2 separate regions of the Callithrix jacchus genome follow, and region 1 is linked to region 2. Evidence: chromatin contacts called from public Hi-C data. All regions are on one chromosome and are shown on one strand. Each heading gives the region's core, a stretch centred on a gene start, on an enhancer-like site or on the middle of the called end of the contact. The rest is flanking DNA. Distances are from core to core; before and after follow the strand shown.

The links. A called contact is a pair of places that touch in the nucleus more often than the background predicts.
Region 1: a Hi-C map of skeletal muscle shows a contact between it and region 2, with 5 times the contacts expected there. The contact joins the promoter of CYP2R1 here to the promoter of PSMA1 in region 2. A contact is called at or near these places in 2 of 3 Hi-C or Micro-C datasets (induced pluripotent stem cells and skeletal muscle).

The regions. Positions count from the first base shown.
Region 1 is chr10:80,753,128-80,755,827 of calJac240_pri, forward strand. CYP2R1 (cytochrome P450 family 2 subfamily R member 1) reads right to left here and starts at 1,335. Exons shown (of 5, transcript XM_054242137.2): 1 at 1,054-1,335. The coding sequence starts at 1,278.
Region 2 is chr10:80,389,953-80,392,652 of calJac240_pri, forward strand. PSMA1 (proteasome 20S subunit alpha 1) reads right to left here and starts at 1,305. Exons shown (of 10, transcript XM_078340622.1): 1 at 823-1,305.

The DNA of each region.
Region 1 (2,700 bases), core at 85-2,584, 360 kb after region 2:
TCAGAGTAGAGGTCAAGTTCTGTCTGGCAAAAGACCCAGTGTCTCGTCTTATGCTTTCACATTTTATTTCTCTAGAATATTATAGGGCTGTTTACCAACATACCAAAGAGATCAAATATATTACATAAAAATCATGGGAATAAACTCAATTCTGGGAGAACTGCAGGTTGGAAAATAATATCTATGAATTATACATACTTTCGTTACCTGGTCCAGATTCCCTTTAACAACACATAAATCATTAGTAACTTTCTAGTCTAGAAACCTAGACTAATTCTTGAAAAAACTGGTTTAAGTAAGGATTTAAGGTCAAACCTGAAATACCACAGTTGCCAAACATCCCTGTACTTTTCCTTCAAAACACTGACCACAGCCTGTGGCCGATAATGAGATTCGTTTTCTCTCTCCCACTCATCTGCCTTCTTCACCGTCAGCGTCAGGCAGGAGCCTGGCCTGTAGTTGCATATAAATAAGTTTAATTCAAAACAAAACAGGTGAGCTCTGGCCAGGACCCTTGGAAGTCCTCAGACAGGGGTGTTTCCCCGGGTTCTCCATCCTCACAGCAAACGCCTACACCAGTCGTTCGTCTACTGCAAACATCGAAGAACCCGCTATTAACCATCTAGAACTCAGCACACCTTGATTTTCAGACAGGCCGCGTGCAGCTTCCACTGAGCTGCGAGGCCGACTCGCAAGCCGCCAGCGCCTGAGTGCTGGCGTCAGTCCCGGACCCGAAGCGGCGGAGCGGCCGGCGAGCCAAACGGCGCAGGAGCAAGAGCTCTGGCGCTGGTGGGAAAATCAGGCCTGGATCGCCTTGGGGCCTCGGCCTGGAGTGGGGCACCGGCAGGGGCGGGGCTTCCGCCCCAGGGGGCACGTCATCGCGGACTTCTCCCTCCCAGACCCGGGAAGTGGGTTTTTCTCAAACGGCAGCCGGCACACGGAGAGTTCCTGGCTACTCGGGTCAGGAGCGGCCGTAAGTCTAACCAGGAAGGCCCCAGCCCTGGCCAGCCTGGCGGGGCGGCCCTCCCTGCCCGGGTCCCGTCGGGGCTGTACCTCTCCGTACACCTGGCTCTGCTTTCTCAGGTAGACATGGGGAAGCTCCGCCGAGGTGGCCAGGGAATAGATGTTGCCGATAAAAGGCAGCCCCGGCGGCCCCGGAGGGAAGCCCATCGGCCGCCTCTGCTTCAGGAGCTGGCGGACCCCCAGCGCGAAGAGCAGCAGAAAGAGCGAGCCGCCGAGCGCCGCCGCTCCCTCCTCAGCTCTCCAAAGTTTCCACATCGGGCCGGGCTGGGGCTGCGAACTTCACCGCAGCCCTGAGACCCGGGCACTCACTGCAACCCTGCCGCACTCCCATTGGCAGGATATCCTCAGGTTCCGCCCTTGCTCCGTGGCCATTGGCTGGCTGAGTTAGAGTTCAAGCCCCCCCTCTCGCAATAACTACTCTCTAGCTTCGCGCGGCTTGGAGTCGGTACTGCGAAGCTGGTCGCGGGTGTTTCCCTTTGGAAGTCGCGCGGCTCTAGGCGGGGCATTGAGCCAGGAGGCAGTTTTCCAGAATGTTTACACCAGGGCATTGACGATGTGGCAGGATGGCCTCACTCACCGGGGCTAGACGGATCCCGCTTCTCTGTGGCTAGCCCTTTCTTAAACTGTCGTTAAGAACTAGGTCTACTTATTTCATTCTGGACTAGGAAAACTGGAGAGATGATCAACACTGCAGTCTTTAGCTGAATCTGATAGTTATCAGAATTTCCAGTAGAAAATTGACCCATCAGTAGTAAAAGAAAGTAATTTTACTGTTTTACTAATCTATGTTTGTCCTGTTCGTGTATTTTTGTGTGTAATCTTTTAAGAATAGTGATGATTGAGCAGTTTATGTGCTTAACTCAGTTTACCTATATTTGACCCCTCTCTGGTCTTTCCAGAATGATTACTTATTGGCAGTCACAGGATTCTTGTCTGCACTTGTTCATGAAGAGTATTTTCTATTTTTCTGCCTCTACTGCCTGGAGTTAAACTGATTTCATAATTATTCTTGCTAATTCAGTTTTTATTCCTGTTTTCTATTCAACAGTTCCTTGCAGCGCAGGACTTACTGGGTTTGGGACTCTTCTAACAGCTGCCCTCTAATTGTGATTTAGCAGCGGCATGAGTTTTATGGTCCACATTAGCTTATGGCTCATTCACACAACAAATATTTATTGAATGTCTACTATGTTCCCATGTCCTAGGCAATAGAGATACGGAGGTATCCACTTACATTAGGAGAGGGAAGAACAATAACATGGATATAATAATTTTAGATAATCATAAGCAAATGAAAAGTATGTTATAGAAAATGCCTGGTGGTTGGGGAGATAATTATAGCAGTTGAAGGGTGTCAAGGAAAGTCTTATTAAGAAGATGATGTTGAAGCTGAGATCAACTGTTAAAGAGGTGTATTCGTTTCCTACTGCTTCTGTAACAAATTACCACGAATTTAATGGCTTACAACCATACAAATGTATTTTCGTACCATTCTTGAAGTGAGAAGTCCAAAATGGGTCTTCCTGGGCTGAAAGAGAGGTGTTTGTAGGGCTTCATTTCTTCTAGATACTAGGGGAGAATCTATTTCCTTGCCTTTTTCAGCTTCTAGAGGCTGCCCACATTCCTTGGCTTTTGTCCCCATTCCTTCCTCTTGAAGGCCATTAATATCAGTTCAGA
Region 2 (2,700 bases), core at 55-2,554:
GAAGAACATTACCAATCTCAACTCTTAACATTCATTAAGAAATATGCTTGTGTTTCCCTTCAATGTTAAGGCACTCTGTTCATGCAGTCTTACTGGAATATTACTACTGTACTCAGATGCAAGCCAATTCTACATTTGCCATAAACTAGTGGGAGAGGGAGAAGCAGATCTAAATGGGTCCTATTTTTCCAACTTCTTATTCTAACACCCTCCATAGCACCCCCTTTAGGCTCAATTACTAAATTTCACAATCAACTTTTTTGCCTATTTTTGCTTATGCTACTCCCTTTTATTGGGCCCTAATAAATGGTTAAGCCTTCGTTTTCTTTAAGTTAGCTTAAATGTCCATCTCTTGACGTCTTCTCCTTTTCTTCCCAAATCCCACTAACACATACTCCCACAGTTCTTTATTAAACGTTCCTTTCTGTCTTCATGATTAGAGACATGTATGACTTATTTTTGAACATTCACTGTAGTTATAAATATACAAGTGCTCTGTCTGTATATTCACATTGAATGAACAAAAACATCCTCAGAAAGTTAGAGATGGATACGAATAGCTGCACCAATAGAACCATTACGGCTATAAAGACTACTATAACAAGTCTATCAGTACTGGGGAGAATTATCATGGTAGTGAGATTGAGTGCTAGAATGGCAGACACAGAACTGAAAACCCAGAACACTATGTTGTAACCCTGATTCCATCACTTCCTCTCTCAGCCTCGGCTTACTCATCTGTAACTAGGTGATTGGACAAAAGGATTGAAAAGTGTCTCTTCTAATCGAGGTCTAGGGGAGAGATAAATCAGACGGACCCACCAGGAAAACGGACGCGGTCCAGGAACACCTGGGGGTACAGGGAGGCCTCCAAGCCAAATCCCTATCTTCTCCTCTCCGATACTAGGAGCTATACTGGACCGCTCAGGATCTACTCCACTGAAGGAATCTGAAATGCAAACTCATCTAGCTGACTGAGAAGGAAGTGTCGAAGGCCCCACGGGAAGCGAAGGCGGCGGAAAGGCCGCACCGACTACTGGCAGCCCCTAGCCCGGCCAGGCCGGAGATGCTGAATCACTGCCGGAGCCTTGCCGTCTGCCGAGGCTCCCATGTCTCGTGGCCCCGGGCCGCGCTAAGGATGACAGCAGAGGTGGCTCATCATCCCCCAGTCACCGGACCTCAGCCCTAAAACTTCCAGAGATTGGGATTCAACGTACCATGGTGGCGGGGCGGGCCTGGTTACTGCCTCCAGCAAAACTGAGAATCCAGGAGGTGCTGCCGAAACTATCGCTCAGCGATCTACTCAGAAGTCTGCGGGAGTTTGACTGCAGCGACGTAGGGTATTGCAGTCTATTCCAGAGTTATCGATAGGCTCACAACACTTCCCCTTCCTTAAAACTCCCAGACCGCTCGGCTGCAGGCGGAGCCTCGGAAGATCGAGGAACTGAGATTGGCTGGAAACCCTTGGCTGGGAACGCTGGCGGCTGAGAGCTGCGGGGCAGCCCTTGTCACGTAGCCCTTCTGGGTTCCTGTGTATTGCGGATTCCTTCCAGTTTCTCACCCGTGAGCGGGCTGCACCTAAAGTCGTCCGAGGCAACAGCCGTGACTCCTGGTGATACTAGCTTGCCACTCACTCTCTCATTCACCGTCCACAGAGATTTGGGGTGTTGTGTGACAGAAAGGAACGAGGCTGCAGAAAAGCCACAAATAACGATCTGTTTGTCTGTGTCAGCCATACTCTTCCTCGAGTATCTTGTGTACATGCTTTTCTTTGTATTAAGTTTGGTACAAAAGTAATCGCGGTTTTCGCCATTACTTTTAATTACTTCTGAAGAGTCCAGACAGTTGCTGTGAATAAAGGCTGTATCTCAGAGCCAATATATTTGCTTGGGAAATAATAATCAGAAGGACAGGTGTTGGAGTGATAGAGCTATCATTCATTCATTCATTCATTCAACAAATGTTTAGTGATTGCCTACTATATGCCAGGCTTTGTTTCAGGTACTAGGAATATATTGGTAAATTTGCTTAGGAAATTTAATGGCAAAAACTGCGATTACTTTTGCACCAACCTAATACTTTGGAATCCTCGTCCTTATTCCCTGGAGATCTTATCTTTCAAGGCTCTGTTGTCGTTAACCCCTCATTATTATCATTATTGGTTTCCTCCACCAGACTTTGAACTCCCTGATGGCGCTAATGTCTTTCTATGTCCTCAAAACCAAGCATGATACCTGCAACTGAGAAAAAAATGGACACTTTCTTTCGGTTTACCTATTTTGTCTTTTGAGAACAACTTTCTGTAATGAAATAGTCTGACAGCTCTGCAAACAGCTGCCAACCTAACATCCACCGCTATTTATTTTCTTTGTAAAGACTACGCTGGGCGCTGTGGCTCACGCTGGTAATCCCAGTACTTTCGCAGGCCAAGGGCAGAGGATCACTTGAGCCCTCGAGACCACTGTATTATTTTAATATAGTGGGACCTCGTCTCTAAAAACAATAATAATAAAGTAAAGGCTGGGCATGGTGACATGCTCCTGTGGTCTCAGCTACTTGGGAGGCTGAAGTGGGAGGATCTCTTGAGCCTGGTAGACGGAGGTTGTAATGAGCCGTGGTCGCGCCACTACACTCTAGCCTGGGCGACAGAGTGAGATTCTGGTTTTTTTTTTTAGAACTAAATTGCTCTCCAGAAATGTT